Regions from separate parts of the Drosophila melanogaster genome. Here region 2 is linked to region 1. The links are chromatin contacts, called in public Hi-C maps. All regions are on one chromosome and are shown on one strand. The core of a region is the stretch at or near the end of the contact, and the rest is flanking DNA. Distances in the headings are between cores, read along the strand shown. Region 1 overlaps Eip74EF (Ecdysone-induced protein 74EF). Region 2 overlaps ftz-f1 (ftz transcription factor 1).

The links. Hi-C and Micro-C count contacts between places; a contact is called where the count stands out from the background.
Region 2: a contact with region 1 is called in a Hi-C map of the Kc167 cell line, with 2.0 times the contacts expected there. A contact is called at or near these places in 5 of 107 Hi-C or Micro-C datasets (the Kc167 cell line, the S2 cell line, larval brain and 2 more).

Annotation. Positions count from the first base shown.
Region 1 is chr3L:17,568,263-17,572,046 of dm6, forward strand. The region is part of intron 5 of Eip74EF (Ecdysone-induced protein 74EF); the gene reads right to left. Among named protein-coding and RNA genes, the nearest start is that of CycT, 12 kb to the left of the region's middle.
Region 2 is chr3L:18,780,087-18,783,731 of dm6, forward strand. All of the region lies in intron 2 of ftz-f1 (ftz transcription factor 1), which reads right to left. All of the region lies in intron 2 of lncRNA:CR45939 (long non-coding RNA:CR45939), which reads right to left. Among named protein-coding and RNA genes, the nearest start is that of ftz-f1, 19 kb to the right of the region's middle.

The sequences.
Region 1 (3,784 bases), core at 854-3,353:
GGTGCATAAACAAACACAAACACGGCAGAAAGAAAGACAAATAGCCAGTGGTAATAGAGTCTACAAAACATTGCAATGCTGCGCCAAATGTGCGCTGACCTCTAAAAATGCGGTCTAATAAAACCAGCAGAAACTAACCAACCGACAAAACACACAGAAATACAAGAGAAAAAAATTAAATATATTACGAGAAAACAAAGCAAAATTGGCAAACAACATAAAAAAATAATAATAATAAAAAACAACACACACACAGAGAGACATGTCAAAGAAATTAACGGTAAAGTCATGTGCATGTGAGCTGGTGGGTTTTTGCTATTTTTCTTTGTTGAATTCGAATTTGGACTTGAACCGAACTGGCTCGTTGATATGTGCGCGGCATTTTGGGACAGTTACATCACAATTCCGGCGGATAGCGCAGCATTTGCCGCAATAGTAGGTCAATGTAGGTACGAGCCATCGCTGCCTGCTTGTTACCTCTAAATGATTAGTTCGCCTTATAGAGCCGATATGCTTTTTGTTTTTTATACTCAGTTTGGCTGGGTTTGTTTTCGGCTGTGCGGTGGATAAGGCGTCATCCGTGGTGCTTGAGTTTTGTTTACAATTTTTCATAGCATTTCCGAAAGCCGTAGAAGCTGCCCGCCTGTCTGTCCGACCCACAACAGCAATAACAATTGCACACCAGCACCATCAGCAGCAGCAGCAGCAGCAACAACAATTTGTAATTGTTTATGGCATTTTGGTTATTGGCCTATTTTTGATGTGCCCAACAACCGACATTTGTGAGCTTGTGAGTTGTGGGCGGTTTTGTAAGAAACGGAAAGTGATTTCTGTGTGGGCCCAGCTGAAGGGGGATTTACCTATTGAGCTCAGCCTTTATCACCTATCCAGTATTTTCATCTGACATTAATCAGTGGAAAGTAGGCAAATGAAACTGTATACTTGGGAGTTGTTGGCTGAAATTATTGCTTTGGTTTTGGCCGATCGAATTACGGGGGAAACGAGCTGAAGGCATATTATGGCCAAATGAAAGTTCACTTTTTAACTATTTTCGATAAATATCTATCTTTAACTTTCTGTGTTCAGTTAAGGCGTTAAAGATTTCTAGATACCGAAATCAATTTGCAAATCTTCCTAGTACATTTAATCATGCATTTTTATGTTGTTTACATTAAATGTGCGCCCTTCCTTTAATAATCAATCATAAAACTAGCCTTGCCCCAATTGTTAGCCCGCAAAAAACATATTCAAATTCTATTTAGCAAAACAAAAAACCATTAAAAAATACCAGTGACGGATGCCAGGCGAATTCCCCGAATAGCTGAAGCCAAAAACGACAGCCACTAGAAATTGCTTTGTATCGATAATTTCACTTGTGCGGCGCAATAATGCGCCAAACCGGAATCAAAATGTTCCCCAACTGGGATATATGTATTTATTTCTTTATTTATTTTCAATAATAATAATAATACAATTTATGGCAGTGCAAAAAGCGAAAAAAGCAAACAGAATTATGGGTGTGGAAGAAAGCAAAATTCAAGTTAATTCGAATGCAGCAGCGACAGACGAAAGTAAAATGCACAAAGAGTCGAAAGCAAAATCAACAGGAACGGGCGACAACAACGCAAAAGTTCTATATTTAAATATTATAATTTATGTGTTTGTTTGGCAATTGTAGTATTTGTTGTTGGTGTGAATGTCTCTTCCCCAATTTTTTATGTGTACGTACTACAAATATATTTTTTTTGGGTTCCGTCTGCCTCGCTTTTGCACGATCCCCATTATTCCCAGTCCCATTCCCGTTCCCGTTCCCATTCCCATTCCCATTCCCCTTTTTTCTCTTCCTCTCTCTCTCTTTCTTGGCGGCTCTCTGCTGCTCTCTAAATTCCTGTTCTGCCGCCTTATTTTGGCTTTTATGCCGCTGCCAACTTCGCTGCTTTCACGACTGCCTGTGTATTGGTGGCCAGAATAAAAGCCAGTTGTTGTTCTCTCGCTTCTTCGGTGCGCGCGTATGTGTGTGTGTGCGCTTTTTGGAAATTCAGTCTCAAGTTCAAGGTCTCGCGGATAACGCACACCAGCAAAGACACACTGCTCACACGGACACGGGATTCTCATTGTTTACGCACACAGGCGCAGGCAGCGAGACATATGCATATCAGGCAATTTCTCATTGTCGTACGAAAATGTGTGTTTATTAGGGCTACATATGCAGTTAATACAAGTCCACACACAAACGCACATTATTCGTATTTATATAGACAACAGAAATTCTTCTTCAATATTTCCGCATTAAGAAATGATACGCGACTCGGTTGCGATCTGTGTGATTTTCTGTTTTTCTGTTTTTGCTGCGCTCGTTTGTTTTTTGCATTTTTTATGACCGCTATTTCTCTATACTCGAAAATTTCTCGTATCGCACAAAAGGAAATATAATGTAATTCTATATATACTTTCCGATGATTTGTTTTTATTTCGGCTGAATCTTTCGTTTTAATTTGTCATTAAGTACTTTTACTTGTTTTATGGTGTGGTATAATATGCATATAGATTGACGCATTTGCCCCTCGACAAGATGGTTTTATATGCCTTTCTAATTTGTTGCGATTGCCTAAATGAGATTTTGTAATGCGTTTTATTTTATGCACTGGGTTATGTTTTAAGAGATACGTTAATGATATGTCGCATTCTGAGCAGGCAATTACTCTTTTAATTTTATAAACAAATGTGTCGGTTTGAAACATTTTTTAATTTGCATAATTTAGTATCAACGATTTCGTTTAATATTTGTATTTTATAAAGTATATCTAATTTATGAAAAATGGCTCCTGCTTGGCTATATTATATTTTTGACTTCAAGTTTTTTTTTTCTCGTTTACCAGTCGAATATTGTCTAAATTCTCGTAGCTTCTGTTTATATTAACACTTTCTATGCGTGAAAAAATAAACATTTTTGGTCACGCGCCAACCTTTCTGGGGGGTTACAAGTGCTAATTGGTAGTGAATACTATAATTCTGCTCCGATATTGTCAAGATAATTGTTTTGTGTTTAAATTGCTAATCAGGAAGTTTACAACTATAATTTTATAAAAGAAAAAGCGCTGTCATGATTAAACCTCAAAATGTAATTTATTCGAAAAGAGTGGCATGTATATCAATAGACTTTTAAATTTAAGTATAAGTTTCCTCATTGTAAAAGCAAAATATATTTAAATGCGGAATGGTGTGGGCTTTCGTTGCATTTTGCAGCTGGTTTACCAAGAATCCGAGACCGCAGCCCCAAAAACGGAAATTTCGGCTAGCGCAGCAAGTTCTAGGTAGCCGCATTACGTATACGACTCGTTGTCGCGAATTTCCCAGCAACAAGTCTTGGGCCTTGACCCGACCTATTGGACTCGGCTGTGGCTATCAAGTGACCATATGGCCACACCACATCAGCTGCACTGCGAACGGGAGATATTTGCTGAATTCGGATTTTCTGCATTTGCTAATCCGATTTTGTAATTGAGTTACGTTGCCCGACTAGTGACATAATCCCTGCGACTAGGAATCGGGGACTCGGCGTCTCTCCTTGGCTACCGATAAGGAGATAAGTTGCGAGTGAGCAGAACCTCCATTGGCCAATTATGCGGAGAGCAAAAGCGATTACAAAATCTAAACCGGAGAAAGATACTTGTGTAAGTATCGCATAGGCCTACTTCATATATGGGGCATTGGCTTACATAATTCTAATGCGAAAAAATCGCCACCGCCGTATTTGGGTTAAAAGGCAGAAAAAAGAGAAAAA
Region 2 (3,645 bases), core at 610-3,109, 1.2 Mb after region 1:
GCTGCTTCTGCTGCTGCTGTTGTTGCTGCTTCTGCTGCTGGTAGAGGCTCCTTTGAATTTGACTTCCTTCTCTTCTTTAAGGCTCCGTCGATGTTTAAAGATGATTTTTTTTTTTTTTTTGGCACGTTTTATTATTTTTGTAGTCCAGTCAGATTTTTTGTTTTTTAGCCATTTATTTCGGCATTTATGCTCTTTTGGCATATACACTGCACTCTATTTATGAGCTGATTTAATGCTATTAGAGCATTTATAAGGCACTGTTTTCAGGCACTTTTTATTTTCACAATTGCTGATGTATGGCCTCAAGCACGCCTTACCACAATTTATAATGGTACACAAAGCAACCTTTAGCTATAGACTATAAGGTGCTTGTTTTAAAACATAAAAGATTCTTTTGTATCTTTTGCTTTTTATATTTATACTCTGTTCCTTACCTTTGGTAGGGGGAAACAAGAGTCACTTATTTTTGCTACCTTTAGCTGTAAGATGCTTAAAGGAGCTGGCCTTTCTCTGAGTTCCTTACCTTTGGTAGGGGGAAACTGCAGAGTCGATTAAAGGCTCGATTGACCAAATGTAAAATCCCAAATAAGAAGATTTTACTCGTTGAGTTTTTGTAAGAAACTGATTTTATTTGGAAATATCTTCGGTTTAAATAGGTGACATGAGAATCGCATCTTAAAGTAAATGGCCTACGCAGAGGCCTAAGTAAATAGTCCCCGCCTTATCGAGGTCCCACGCTCGGGCACATCTGCCTATCTTGAGCGGCGAGGACCTTATCTGTGGTCTCCCACTAAGGGACTATTTTAGGAGGCGGGGAACGATCTCAAGTGACTGACTCATGTAGTGTGCACTTAAATTACATGTTTTTGAGCAATGCACCCATGTCGCCTTAGATAACAAAATCCTAAATATAATTTATCGCTCTCGATTCATTTACATAAGATATGAACGGAGCCCAAAATTGTAAGTCTTTAAATATATTCGTGTTCATGTGTGAACACCTTCCAACCTAACAATTCCAACTTTTACCTGGATATTTGAATCAGTTGCCAGGCGGTAAAAATATGTGCCCATAAATAACCGACTTAGGCAAACAACGGTTTGCGTTTGTGTTTCGGTTTTCTTCGTTTCGGCTTTCCCAAAAAAAATAAAGAACGCTAATTGGGCGAGTTAGAGGAAAAGGTTTGGCAACACACTCCCATGTGGGTTATGCCAACTCTCCAGCAACTTTACGCCGGATTAAGCCTACCCCACGGAAAGTAAAAAGCCCACGGAAATAAATCGCGCCACCCACATTCCGATTACACCATTACTACAATCGTCTCCATTTCGCTTTTCTTATCGCACACTGCCCAAATACAAAAGATAAAGAGCGAAAGAAATGCGGTTGATTGACGAATTAAAGCCGCGAATCTCAATTAAATTGAATATAAAGAAGTCAGTATTAAAAAGTAAACAATAAATAATAGCGCAAGTAATGTGTTGTCCACAAAGCAAAATTAAGTACAAATAAAATGCGAGAAGAAGAAACGATGACAGTGTGAAATGAGCAAACACAAAAGGGGGTTGGGTGGGCGATGGGTGGCGGATGGCGAAAGGGGAGGGGGAGTGGCACAATGAAAAGAGCAAACATGGCAACAACGGCGATTACAACAAAATGCCAGCAACAATAGCAACAACAACAATCGAGAGCAGCAACAACAAGGGAAAAAGAGACAAAAACAACAGCAACGTTTTCTCTGCGGACGTCGCGTTAACGCTGCACAAAATATTATTCAAAAAACCTTGACACACTTTTCATATGCCGCACACACACACAAGCACACACGCGCACAGATACAAAGCACACTCACACACACAGATACAGATTCGCCCAGGGACGGTTTCGACCGCAATTCGCCGCTGCCAGCGCTGCTGCCACAGCCTCTGCCAGCGTCGCCGTCGCAGCGAGCCGCTCGAGGAGGAGGTCAGCTTAATGTAGATTTGTATAATAGTGTATTTCTATATATAAATGTGTCCGTCTACACTAAGAAAAAAAAAGCATACCTTACAAGAAAAAAATCGATTTGTAAAGTAAAACGCTTCTTGAACATAATTAAATAGTTAAGATATCAGATTTATTATGTACTGTTCGTTTTAGTTAATGTATATAGGAATAAGAACATAACTTGGATACATTATAAGATTATACTCATTAGCAGTATAGTACAAGAGGACTGTAATCATTCAGATGAGCAATAAAAACCCATAAATATACAACTGGCAGAGGATTTTAACATCCTAAAAGTTTGCATTTATTTATTATCTGACTTTTATCTTCACTAATCAAATACAAAAAAAAAAAGATAAAAACACTTTTAAACAAGTCCTGATTGCTATTTAATTTATTTTCAGTGCGCTTCAGAAAACTCGTAATGCACACATTTAGTCAAAGTGCACTTTTTCAATGCGCAATAAATTACGCATACCACCCATATACCCTCCCTCCCCTACTTCCCCTCCTTCCCATCATTATTTCACTTTTTTCACGCAACCTGTTCAAACCTTTTTGGCGAAAACGTAATAAATTAACGCGTATAAATTATACAATATTTAATATTTAATTTGCCTCTACTATTTTGCGTTGTTAATTTCATTAGCCATTATTATATTTGTTATAGCACATTTGTAATGAGGTCAGCTGAGTGAGTGTTGCTTCTTTTTTTTTTTTTTTTTTTTTTTTTTGTTATTTCTGTAGATCGGCAACGGCGACGCTGACTTCGCAGTCCGTCGGTCTATCTTGTCTGTCATGTGGAATATCATCACCAATCGAAAGGTGCCGTGGAACAGGTGTGGCTCAATGGGGCTTTTTTGATTGCCATGCTTTGCTCAGTTATTTATTTATACTAATCAATCACTTTGTTGAGTTAATATGGAAAGAATTTTTTTGGGCTGGGTGATCATCATTCTGAAATCATTCGCTTTATTATGATGTTGCTAAACATTTATGGTAGATTTTTTGAATAAAACATTTAAAATATAATTAGCGTATTTTAAAATACATTGTTAAATTAATAAAATGATCTATTGTTTCCCAAAATTGCATTTTCCAATAGAACAAAAACTGAAACCAAAGTAAAAAGCTGACCACAGGTCGTATACGCGATTTTTTCTAAAGAACATAAATATTTCTTGTATATACATACATATTATACATATATATTTATAAACTTTACAGGTTTTATACTTATATGATAAACAAAATATTATTTTTAGCCGACTTGTTCACATTATTAAATCCTTTTCACTTTCCCAACGTCATTCACTTTCCCTTTTTAGGATGACTCCTCTTCTTTTCCCTTTCCTTCCCTTTCGCTGTTCCATGGAATTCCCCTTATTTTATTCATATCTCAGTTGGCCTGGTGACCACGTGCTAATAGCTGACTAATCCCCGCCTGGAATTTCAATTGCAATAAGCTGAACGGAAAAATCGTTGTAAATATTGCATTTATATGTCGTCTGTTGTTGATTTGCTCGATTTTATGGTACCGATTTGGTTCTTCTTCTTCGCCGCCGTCGTCGTCGTCGTCTTTTTGCGCAAAAAGAAAAATATACAATAACAGAAAAAGAAACACACACAGCGCGACTGCAATTCATTTAAAACGT